Linked DNA regions of Rattus norvegicus: region 2 is linked to region 1. A link is a contact called in public Hi-C data. All regions are on one chromosome and are shown on one strand. The core of a region is the stretch at or near the end of the contact, and the rest is flanking DNA. Distances in the headings are between cores, read along the strand shown. Region 1 holds the start of Lysmd3 (LysM domain containing 3). Region 2 holds the start of Cetn3 (centrin 3).

The links. A called contact is a pair of places that touch in the nucleus more often than the background predicts.
Region 2: a Hi-C map of liver shows a contact between it and region 1, with 2.7 times the contacts expected there. The contact joins the promoter of Cetn3 here to the promoter of Lysmd3 in region 1. A contact is called at or near these places in 2 of 12 Hi-C or Micro-C datasets (liver and mammary epithelial cells).

Annotation. Positions count from the first base shown.
Region 1 is chr2:13,667,684-13,674,309 of GRCr8, forward strand. Lysmd3 (LysM domain containing 3) reads left to right here and starts at 1,782. Exons shown (of 3, transcript NM_001009698.1): 1 at 1,782-1,953; 2 at 5,308-5,572. The coding sequence starts at 5,318.
Region 2 is chr2:13,820,627-13,827,042 of GRCr8, forward strand. It overlaps Cetn3 (centrin 3), which reads left to right and starts at 4,465. Exons shown (of 5, transcript NM_001191842.1): 1 at 4,465-4,569; 2 at 6,100-6,235. The coding sequence starts at 4,553.

The sequences.
Region 1 (6,626 bases), core at 532-3,031:
TGTTTTAAGGAACTCAAAGGATCCAGTTAGCTATTGATGAACACTCTGATTCAGTTGTTATCTGTAAGTGAATTTAAGGTACATACTCAGCAAAGTTGTGTTCTAGTTAACTTTATTTTTAATTTTAATGAATTTTAGCAAAGGGTGTCTCACAGTTGTATCAATTAATTCTATACAACACTGCATTTACTTTGTCTAAACCTAAATGTTAGCTACAAAAACACCAATTCCTAGAGACATGTACTTTCAACTGCAACATTTTAATGGACAGCATATCAGATGAGATCTGGAAAAGCTACTCCTTTTGCCCTTCAGATTGCTGAGAACACCCTCATTTCCGAAGACAAATACTTGTTCTTATTGGCCAGCATTTTTGGAACACAGCCAACATTTGTAGCTAACGGCTTCTTTTGTGATAGTTTAATAATAAAATATGCACATATCGTGGCCTCATTGTAAACAAATAAAATACACGATTTTAGTAAGATATAAATAATCATTCAAAAGCTTTGCAGATATCATGTAGAATGTTTCTTTAAAGCAAACAGGTAGCAGCCCTGAAGAAATGCTTGGAATTCATTCTATTCCCCAGAGTCTCCCAAGGAGTCCATGGCCTATTGACATTAAAATAAGAAAAGTAACCCACTTGCAAAAAGAAAGTTGCATCCCATTAACATTCATGAGAACTGAAGAGGTGAAGCCCTACACGTCAAGGACGGAATATATCCTTTGTCTCCCGATGAGAAAATGTCTCCGTGATAAATGGTTACGGACAGCGGTGTCATAGGGGCAAGAGTGCACAGAACAGCTTGGGCAAACTTTTTTCCCAGTTGTCTTTGCCTGGAGTTTACAGCATTGTCCAGCACAGTGCCTAGCCTTTCACACAGGCACCTATTGCAATGTAAGTAAAAACCCCAGTCCTGGTAGACGTACTTTCCAGAACGAACCGACCAAGGAACCAACAAAACAAACAAACAAACAAAACCCATTGGAAAAGGTTTGGAACAGCGTTCCAGTAAAGTGCGGAACATCCGGAGTTCAAGCAGTGTTGACTTAAATGGGTAAGCATTTAGTCAAGTGTAGTGTCCCTAGTCAACACAAATCACCAGGCGCACTGTTAAAATGCCATACATCATTTGCATAAATACCCTACCCCTTCAGCAAATTTCTAATATAAATTAAGTCGGAAGACATGAGGTATTTATTTCACTGACATCAGATAGTGCAACACTAACTACCAAAGACGTCCTGTTGATTTTCAAATCCAACTAGGTTACAAGTCGTTGGTAACCTTGTTGCCTTTGGTGTGCAGCTCTAGGACAAACCCTTCCCTGGCTTGGCTTTAAGTGACTCACTCTGCTCACGTAAGGACCCAAGGTCTGCCTTCATGCTGCTCTAGGGCTCACAGTTTGATTTCCTAAAGCACAGACGTAAACCCAGTGCTTTTGCTTTCCTCTGCCCCACCAAGATGAAAATTACAGACACGGGGCATGAAGAAATGCACAGCGGCCCTCCATTGGCTCCTCCCCATGCATGTCCTCCGCTCCGTACGTTTCTTAGCCCCCTTGCACAATCAGCAGCGGTCCAACTCGGCTCGGCTGCCCCGGAGGGGGCGGGGCTAGAGGCAGGGCTGACTAAAGGTCCCGCCCCCGTCGCATCGGTGCGCCTGCGTGCTGGCGTGGGCCTGCGGTTGGCCGCCAGATTCTGGGTTCCCCGCCCCTGCCCGCGCCCTCGCACCTCCGCCTACTCTACGCGATGACGCACCGCAGGTTTGCGGACGTGGCGGCGGCTGTCGGTGCGGAAGGCGGGGACGGCGGCGACAGCGGCGAAGGCGGCGACAGTGGCAGAAGCGGACCCAGACATCCGAGGACCGGGAGTCGGTCATGAACTTCCCCGGGGCCGCGGCTGTGGTGGCGTACATAACCGTGTCGCCGCGCCCCTGCTAGAAGACAGGTGACAGTGGCTGGGGGGCGGGGCGGGGCACGACGTCGAACGGGGGTCACCGTGGGGCGCCGTCCCTGGTTCGGGGAGGACTCTAACCTCCCGGTTCTGGGCAGCTCTTTCCGGGCCACTCTGTCCCCGTAGCATCTGCTCCGAAGCGTCCCCATCTGATGCTGCAACTTATAAAACAGAGATGTAATTTTTGCGGGGGACGTCCGGAGGAAAAGGAAAAATGAAAATAAAAATAAAAGCGAGTGGAGTAGAACAAGGAGGAAGTTTCGTTGATGCTTTGGTTTAAAATTGACCCTGGTGAATTGGATCGGGGTAATTCTGTCCTAAGTGCTGAACTGGCTTGTGCCCTGTGAGTCTTCTGTTAACTCCCTGCCTAAGGTCAAGACCAAATACCCAGCAGCAATTACTATGTAGCACCTAAGGGTTTAGGGAGTTACTTTCCGGTCTAGACCGGGTGGATGAAAACACACTCACTGTATCCATCGATGAGCACTTTCAGGACATTTGTCAGCGGTGCTGTATGCAACATGTTCTAGTTTTCTGAAGCCATAGATCCCAGAGAGAATTCAGGGAGGAAAAGAGAATTGAGGCTGGTGACTGGTATATTGTGTACTCTAATCTGTGGTAGTTTGTACATGTCAGTACCTGCCTGGGCCAAAGTGTAGCTTGGCACTTGGATTACAGATGAACACAGCCAATTCTTAGTGAGTCAAACATGAGTGTCCAGATTGTTTATTCTGCTTTTCTTTCGTTTTAGAGGAATAGAATGAGATGCAGGAAAATGTCTGGATTCCTAGTTAAGACTCTGGCGACGAAAAGACTGGTATATAAATAGTGTTTCCAATAGCTTCTAGGTATTCTTGAGTAAATTTCAGATACCTGTACTAAGAATGCAAGGGAGAGCGCTTTAGAGGGACAGCATACGTAAGGCAACATAACCCCCTATATGCATTGCTTTCTATGGAATCCTTTCTGCTCATGGACGGCTTGTGAGGATCCGAAACGGATACTTGCAGAGGCTGTACGTGTATTTATGCAGCTTGCTACTGGTTCCACAACACTGACAGATACCCTCTCCATTGAAGATGTGGGGTTCTTTGTTTTGCTGTTTTGTTTTGTTTTTAGAAAAGACCTAGGTAACAAAGTGGAAACAGGTATGTAGGAAACAGGTATGACTAAACGGATACTGAGATGTGAAATGTGGGCTTTCTTTAGCTTGGGTCTGTTAAATTAGGAGTGGGTTTTGGCAGTAAGTAATGTAGCACCCGTGGGAGCAGCTGAAACAAGCGACTAGTGCATAGCTACTAGTAAATCAGCTAAGTGGAGATTGTTACCTTTTAAAGCAGTATAGTTCTGCCGTAAAGCAAGGTCAGAAACTGGATTTTAAGGCTTGGAGTTAATGAAATGAAATAGTTTTGAAACTTAGGTATGTTTTCACATAGAGACTCTCATCTTTGTCGTCTGAGTTTTGGGGTTGTGATTGTTTCCTGCCAACCTCCCATTGGTTGTTTTCTTATTTTGTTTCTAGTTGTTTTCCGTTTATCCTTCTAGACGTCATTTTGCACTCAAGGGTCCATGGCATAACTTTTCAATAGTTTCTTCCTCCCCGGGGCACTGCTTTCTTTCCCTTGTTGCTGGAAGATTTTATCTTCAATGAGATAACACACTTGTGTGTTTAATATTTGTTTTTGCTGTCTTAGAGGGATCCATTGTAATTGCCCTAGTTTGCTTTCTGTTGCTGTGATGAAAACCATAACTAAAAGCAACTCTTTTAAGGACAACATTTAATTGGGGCTGGCTTACAGGTTCAAAGGTTCAGTCCATTATCATCAAGGAGGAGCTGAGAGTTCTGTATCTTTGTCTGAAAGCTGCTAGCAGAAGACTGGCTTCCAGGCAGCTAGGAAGAGGGTCTTAAAGCCCATACCACGGTCACACACCCACTCCAACAAGGCCACACCTTCTAATACTGCCACTCCCTGGGCGGAGCATATGCAAACCATCATACTGGGTTTCTTTGGCTTATACATCCCCATTCATCCTTGAGGGAAGCCAAGGCAGGCACTCAGAGAAGATGGCTGAAGGATGCTGCTTACTGGCTGGCTTTCTGTAGCTTGCTCAGGCTGCTTTTTTATACAACCCAGGACCATCAGCCTTCAGGTGACATCTCCACACACAGTGGCTTGGGCTCTTCCATATCTGTCATTGATCAAGAAAATGCCTCTACCCCATTCCCCACCCTGCCCAGATTTGTCCACAGGCTAGTCTGATGGAGGCATCCTCACCCAACAGATTTCAGGGGACGCTCCCTGCTCTATAGAAACATAACGCTTCCATTGCAAAACAAAGAGGTGGGGCATTTCTCTACTGTCATTTCTCAGCATTTAAATATCAAACCAGTGTATTTTTTATAGTATTATATAACAGTGTTTTATTTAAAAATATTAAGGGGCTGGAAAATGAGTTAGCGTACAAAGGTTCTTGCTGCCAGCACTGGTGAACTGAAGTCCATCTTCAGAACCCACATGGCTAAGGGGGAGAATAGAGCATCTGGAGTTGTTCTCTGACATCTGTTCTACTGTAACAGTGGACACTGTAAGCAAAGGTTTAAAGATATCTGACGTGGGTTTCATAAGAAATGGTTAAATACATTTGGCTTGAGATTTTGGACAGTTTCTGAAATGGTCAAACCCATAGGACATCGTGTGCTAGCACCGAAGTGAAACTGCTTGCTTAGCACTGGAGTCATTCGTGGTAACTCTGAAAGTGCGGCTGGTTCTCTGCATGCTGCGGACAACCAAATGCCCAGCCAAGGTTCTGTCTTCCTACAGCATTCTTACGTCATGAATTTGGAGGCCAGAGGACAGCATGGAGATACAGGGATGAACTAAGGCTTGGCAGCAAGCACTATTAACCACTGAGCGGTTCCGTGTGCAAGGCTGATCGAGTTGGAGATAGAGAAAGAAACAAGCACACTGTCTCAGTGTTCAGATTTACTTTTGTCTTTAGTAAATGGTAAAATTATGTGCCAAGTAATGTGTTTAAAATGAAGTTCTTCCTGATTTATCCTCTGTAAACGTTGGCATTGTACACCTGCCGTATATACCAGTAACCTGGGGTTGTACAAGTGTCCAGATGAACAGGAGTCCCATTGGAGAGTGCCAGCCCTGCATTAGCTGACCTCTTCCCATGCTGCTGTCCCCACTGTCTGCTGCACTTCAACAACTGCAGAACCCGAACCTAAATTTGTATAGAACTAAAGCAATATCGGGAAAAGTAGTGTCTAGTATGCGAGATGCATGTAAATCATGGAAATGGATCAGCCGCATTTCAAGGTTCTCTCTTTTCTTTCCCCAGATATAACATCATGGCAGGAAGGAATCAGAACCGGACTGCTTCCCTCGCAGGAATTCAGGCCAGTGGCCATGTGCACACCTTTGGGAATTGTACAGACAATGACATGTTGGAAGAAGATGCTGAAGTCTACGAACTTCGGTCCAGGGGAAAGGAGAAGGTTCGGAGAAGCACATCGAGAGACAGACTTGATGACATCGTTATATTAACGAAAGATATACAGGAAGGAGATACTCTGAACGCAGTAGCCCTTCAGTACTGTTGTACGGTAGGTTTTCATTTAATTTATTTTGATTAAAACAGCCCAGAATAACCGATTTGTTCATCAGACCAACCAGAATGGAAGTGACCTCTGTGTCCTCTTACCTCTCCCTTTCTGTGCTTTGCTAGTTTTTCATTTTGCACAGAGCTCTCCTATGCCTGCGGTGACCTTTGTCACATTTTAAGGGAGTGCTTGAATTACTCTCAGTTCAGCCTGTCACTTGGGTGTTTGTACGTTCTTTTTGTGCTTGTATATGTCTCAATCTATACAGAGACATATTTAGAGGTTGATAAAGAATTGATGTAGTTCTTAATACTGTTATACAGTGTGTACATTCTGCAATTGCGTTTTTCATATTGTGGATACCCCTAGATAGCCAAGGCTGGAAGAGGGCATCGGTTCCCCTGCAGCTAGACTTACAAGCTCTGTAAGCTGCCTGGTCAGGTGCTTGGGACCAAACCCCTGCCCTGTGAAAGAGCAGCACGTGCTTTAACCCGAGCCCCTGCAACCCTCTTTTATTTTTACCATATAGTGTGAAATTCTGTATCATTCTTTTCCTGTTTAATATTTCCATCTATAAGAGTTTTCATAATGTAAAATATTTTCTACTTGAAACTGGTGACCTGTTTATACTACTGTTCAGTAAGAACACACATTTTCATACGTTTGCTATATAAATGTCTATATGTATATATGTTTAAATAAGATTAAAAAAAAACAACTTCCTATGGCCATGCTATTCTATGTAATATTTTTTCAGGTTAAACTATGGTAGTTATTTATAGTATGTTAAAATAGACTATAACTTTAGCTTTAAAGGTTAATTGTGTCCTCTATCGGCGTGTTTTTGATGAGGTAAAGCGATGAGTGCTAGGTTTTCATTCCTCAGCTTCCTTCTGTATGGCGGCGTCATCATCCCGGGCCCACTAAGAACTGAAACAGGAATGCTGACACTGATGAGCTTAGGAGGAGGAGGTGCGGGGGAGGGGGTTGGTCGCTTGTAAATGTGTCTTCCATTCTCCTCATGTTGTCTGTGAGGCTCACTGCCTCTGTCTGTTAA
Region 2 (6,416 bases), core at 3,215-5,714, 160 kb after region 1:
TTAAAAAAAAAATAATCACCATTGTTTTCCACAGAAATATTTTATATTCATGTTTGCAATCTATGACCTGGTGTAGTGCTGGTGCTTGTCTGGGGAAATCACTCAGTCTGTTCCACGGCACTAACAAAGAATTGGCCTGGCAAATATAGAAGACCACGCCTCTCAAGTAGGGAAAATAAGAACTGTATCTCTTCAGGATGGTAGAGCCCTCCCTAAGGATGGGAATCCAATAAATGGATTCTGGTTTGAGTCCTCCCGTTTCCACTGTTGGGCCTGCTCAGATGCCTGCCCCGTGCCTTCCTACTATCTCTCCTCAAAATATCTTCTGTGACCAAGAAGACAGCATTTCAGGGAGAAGGGTCACTTTTGCATTCCTTGTCTGCTTATATTCTTTAATTCCCCTTCAATCCCATATCTATATCAACAGGTGCTAGGTTTTTTTTTTTTTGCTTCATATTGTTATTTTGTTTTTAATTGACATGATTATCATATAAATGAAAGGGGTCTAATTTGATGTTTTGGTTTATATATACAGAATATTGACCAATTGAGGGCACTTAGGATAGCCATCTTTCAACACTTATAATTTCCTTCTGTATCACAATTAAAACTCCCTTCTTATCTACTTAGAGATGTGCAGTACACTATATACTAATTCTAAGTTAACTTATTCTCTCCTGAAAATGTGCTTTTGTGCCTATTTGACCAATCTCTGTATGTTCCACTCATCAATCTTCAGTCCTGAGCAACATTATCATATTCATTTTCTATCTCTCCATGATCAACTTTTTAAAAGAGTAGTAGACTAAACATTTAAACTCTTTGAATATTTAATCTCTAAAGGGGATCTCATAATATTTTTTGAGCAACCATTGGGTCATCTCTTGAGTGTATAGTTGATTTTCTTTAAACGTATTTAAGTTGGTTCTTGTCATTGGAATAGAATGGCGGAGGAAAGTAACATAGGGAAGAGCAGTGGTAGTTTTTCTAAGAGTTGCCTTGCCTTGGTCATAGTGTCTATTCACAGAAATGGAGCAATGACTAAGACAGGAAGTGGTGATTGGTTTTGGCTCACAGTTTGAGGGTACAGTCTACCATGGGACAGGAGGATGATGACAGGCAGCTGTTTACACTGCATCTGCAGTGAGATTGCAGAGAAAGATGAATAATCCTGCTCAACTCCTCTTTTTCTTCCTTATTCAGTCATAACTTGAGCCCAAGAAATGGTGCCATTTATACTTACGGTTGTCTTCCACCTCAGTAAAACTAATCTAGAAACTCCTTCACAGATATACACAGAGATTTGTTCCTATGGTGACTTTAAGTCCCATCAAACTGATGATCAAAGTTAAGCATTACAGTAACTTAACTATTATTTCCCTTTTAAATTTAAATCACTACACTTGAACTATCCTGCTCAACTTGAACAATGTATTTCTTATATTCCCTTTTAAAAAAAATCTATCATATTTCTGTAGCTTAGATTGTGTATGAAAGACACTATAATAGAGATGTATGCAAATTAGGTTGAACAGAAGGCTTCTTAGAAACAAGTTTTGTAAGGAACTAGCAGAGCAGATTGGATAGAGGGAGAAGGTGAACTATGAGGTGATTAAGACAGAAGCCTCAGAGGACTGCAGAGTGAGCTGCGAAGTTGGAGAAGTCTCTTTTGTTTCTTTGTTTTAGAAAAAAATGAAAACAAACAAGCAAGTAGCCTCCCCTTCCTTCATACTGAGAAGTCTTTGGGTGCATCTTGCCTGTATGGAAGTTGTATATTACTGCTCAAGGAATTTACTTTGTGGAGAGCAATTGCCCAGGAGGAATTGAGCTGTGAGTTTTCAATAGCTAGGGCTGTTGGAATCTGGAGGACTAAGGATCTGAGACAGGCATATGAGTGGTACTTACTCCACTGCATTCATTATCCCCTGAGGTAGTGTGTCTTGGCTTATGACATTTTAAAGAAATGACATTCTTTTTTGCATATACATAATCATTTTATTTGCTTTCTTTAATAAATATGAATTTAAGTATAAACTCAATGTTCAAATATTTCATTCACAATTTTTGATTTTTGGTCGAAATCAATGATATTTTCCCTTGAAAATGTAACACAGCTCTCATCAATTGCACAGACCTTTTAAATGGTTTGTATTTTTTTATTGACTAGAAAGATACCTAAATCACGAGTGGTGTTGGGAGGTAATCAACAAAACACATTTTTACATTTTCCTCAAACACCAAACCAGAAAATGAAATAATTTTACTACAGATTTAAGACCCGTGGTTTAGATTGTTCTTTATAGTTCATAATCTTCACCAACACAAGACAATGAAACTAAACCAAACTATAAAAGAGACAAGAAGCTTGTGGGATATATGACTGCTTTTGTGACTTCTGAAACTGATTCATGGGATCAAAAACTACTAATGAAGTAAGGGGTCTATTCCAGAATTTTGGTAAGCGTTAATGGTATTTGAACTATGTAATTGTGCTGTCTCTCACAGATTCTTTGTGAAAGTACCTTATAGTAGCTCTGACAAATCTTATCACAAGTTTGCTTTTAGTTTTGAAAGTCAGACACTATCTGTAGGCTTCACTGGGCCAAAAACTGGTTGGAAAGACTGGGATTCTTCTGGAAATGTCTAGCAGACATACCCAGTCTTTTGAAATTGGGAAACAATATTGCCATCTACGAAGTTTACTTTGGCAAACTGCACAACTGAGTTATAAATCATCCTGCCAAAGTCTCATAACTCTTTAAGTAATTTATGCTTTTGCATTTGGTGGTGTTCATCACTGTCCTGATGTCTGTCACTCCTGCTTCCAGGGACATCATTATTCTTCACTGTTCGATTTCGGCTTCTAGCATCCATGACTCAGGGGAATGCTTCTCTACATCTCTGTTTTCAAAACCATGATAACAGACTGAGCCTTAACAAGTCTTTTCTGGCTCTGATCACAGGTGGGTAAAAGTCCTGTACTCGTCAGAATTAGACATTGTGATTAGACTCTGTTCCCTCTCATGACCCATTTTAACATTATATCTCAAGGTGTGGATTCTAATTTGACTCGTAGACATCTTTTCCCCTATTAGGTACCATATTTATGGTTTCAGGATACCAAGATGTAGCCTTAGCTATTATTCTACCTATCATACCACTATGATCTATGTACAGCCTCCAGAACAGTCACTTATGAATCACTGGTAATTGTACAATGTTTAACTTAACTTCATATCTGTGCACTAAATAGTTAACATTAAATATTTAAGAAATAAAAGTACTTAATTTTATATTTTAGGCAGAGTCTCACTACTAGTCCTGGCTGGCCTGGAATTCACAATGTAAAGAACTCAGAGATCCGATTGTATGTCTATTGGGTGCTGGGATTAAAAGTATGTAGCACCACGCCCAGCAAGTTCTTCATTTCTCTACTTTGGTTTTGGGAATGCTACCATTTAGCTATTACTTTTTAGTTCTATCCCAACTCTCTAGTCAAATTTCTATCTACACTCCAGGCTTAACTCATACACAGCCAATTACCCAGTGTCCTTCCTTCACATACAAATTTAGATATAGTATTTCCCTTTTCTAACACCTAGCCCCAGTTTATTGTATTTATGCCTATAAGAACTGCTTGGTTAGCTCAGGAGTTTCCAAGTTTTCCACAATAAGACTTCGTTTTACGCATCAAGTATTTATGGAACACCTAAGTTCCAGATATTTCATTTGGTACAAATATTCGTGTAAACGGAATTGTGGCCTTGAGGACAGTCGGTCTAGCAGCTTGGTGATCGAAGTAAGCTTCAAGAGGCTTGGTGGGGAGTGGAGATAGAATGCACACACAAGGTTTACAGCACTAGAAAGTGAAGAGCAGAAGCAAACAAATACATTGCAAGTCGCACAGAAGAAAAGGATGGTTTAGGTAGTCTCACTGTACATGACCTAACAAAACAACAAAATGAAAAGACTAATCCAGTCTGCCTTAAAATCACTTGGGAAAGCTGTACGGGGAAGAATGCTTAGCTTGGTCGTTACTGAACTAAGATTGGAGAACATCACCTTTAGATTTAAGTTTCTCGGGTGTACCAGCCACCCAGAATTGTACATCTTTTTGTAGACCTGGTTCCTCAATCACTGCTCCGTCTGAGCAGGCTGCTTGTGCCGTGCCTTCTTCCCCTTCCTTCGGTCGACGCTGTGCACGCGTGCTCGGAACTCCAGCACCATGTCACCCGTAGAGCCTAGCCTTGCCTGCCTGAACCCCGCGTGGTGACTTAACAGGCGCGCAAAGGATTCAGGAAAGCATCTGGCCAATCCAAGGGGTCAGACAGACAGCAGGGCGAAATGTGTACTTGACTGACATGAATGCTGACCAATGGAAACAGAAGACAATCGACGCTTCCGCCCCAATGGGCCGGCTGTTGGCAATTTCGGCCAATCGCACCCAGAAACTTCTGTCAGGTGGGTGGTCCCCGAGGCCGTGGAGGTTGGTGGCTGTTGAGCGGTTCTCGTGGTAAAGTCCTTGAGCGGAACACCTCTGTCGGAAGAGAAAATGAGTTTAGCTCTGAGGTCGGTAACGAGGAGGCCGCGCCTCCGTTCCCCAGAGGGGCCAGGGAGGGCGTGGAAGGGAGGCCGAGTCGGGAGCGGACGAGGAGTGCCGAGCATCAGACCTCGGCGGTCCCCGCCTCCCACAGCGCCGCTCCCCGAGTGAAGTCTCGCGAGGTTTCCCTCACGCATCTGCGGGTTTCGGGCCTGGCCGCCTGCTTCCTCCGGAAAGTCACAGGAGAGCTCGCCTTTCTGCCCGGGTCCCGTGGCACGCTGTGCTTTGGGCGTCCTGGGTGGATCTCGTTTCCGTGACACCCTCCAGTCACTTCCGGACATCCCCCCTCCCCATTGGCTCCTCACCCTGTCCATCTACACTTAAAGGCGCCCCCGGACCGCGCATTAGCCTGGGGTGGGTGTGTGGCGAGTGTGTGTGTGTGTGTGTGTGTGTGTGTGTCCGCGCATTAGCCTGGGGTGGGTGTGTGGCGAGTGTGTGTGTGTGTGTGTGTGTGTGTGTGACCGCGCATTAGCCTGGGGTGGGTGTGTGGCGAGTGTGTGTGTGTGTGTGTGTGTCCGCGCATTAGCCTGGGGTGGGTGTGTGGCGAGTGTGTGTGTGTGTGTGTGTGTCCGCGCATTAGCCTGGGGTGGGTGTGTGGCGAGTGTGTGTGTGTGTGTGTGTGTGTGTGTGTGTGACCGCGCATTAGCCTGGGGGTGTGTGTGTGTGTGTGTGTGTGTGTGTGAGCTGGGGTCACGTGAGAAAGATTCCTGGCTGCCACCGTCACCCGCTCAGCACTGATCTCCCACGTCTGGTCCACCCGGAGGGCGTTCCTGACGAGACGCTGTTACAGTCAGCCGAGTTTTAAGATTTTGAGGTTTTAAAGCTTCCATCTTTTAAAACGTGCTGATACACGTGTTGTGTCGTATCCTCGTTTAAACATTTGGACTGCTTTTTGCATTGGCAGCTCTTAAGGCAGACATTTTCAGATCCAAGTGCCCTTTTTAGATTTCCTTTAAACTTCAGAGTTTTTAAATGAAGACGTCTAACCTATCGTTTACATGTTAAGTGAGAGTTAAAACACTTTTAAACATCACGTCGTGGACTTAAGCACGAGTATTAGATGCTGCGATTCTGGGCGCCTAGTATTTGCATGTTTAGGCCCTTTAATAGTTTGCCTGGCTAATATCAGTGGAATAAAACCACAAAGCACTGTTAGAAATGTATAATCTAAAAACATTTTGGACTTAGAATGCTAAAGTAATCTTTTAAGTTTTATGGATGATTTTTGTAGTAATTGTGAGTTGGTTGTCATTTGTGAATTTCACTTTTGTATGTTTTTTTTTTTTGGTTATTTTTATGTTCTTGGTAGATGACAGGAATAATATGTATGATGCTTTCAACTTTGATTAGGATTTCGGTTATAAAAGTACATTTGGACTACAGGACGTTAACTTAGGCTCAGTTTCTTTATGTGCCAGACTACTCTGTTGAAATTTAGAAAATGATTCTTTGTCCTAAGTTGGGTTAAAGTAGACTAAAGGCATTTTTCTGTGTCCTAGAGGTGAGCTTGTAGTAGACAAAACAAAAAGGAAAAAACGAAGAGAACTCTCTGAAGAACAGAAGCAAGAAATTAAAGATGCTTTTGAACTGTTTGATACCGACAAAGACCAAGCCATAGATTATCATGAATTAAAGGTAACAGGGTATTTAAGATCCATTTTTGTTTAACTCAATTGCGTTTGTGCCTGTTGCTTTAAAGTCTACTTTAGAAGCTTGTTTCAGAACTGTGAGGCTGTTTGTAGTGCCCACCCACAGGTGCTACAAGAAAACGGAGTAAAAATGGAGTATGGCTTCTAGAACCTTGTATTTAAGTGTA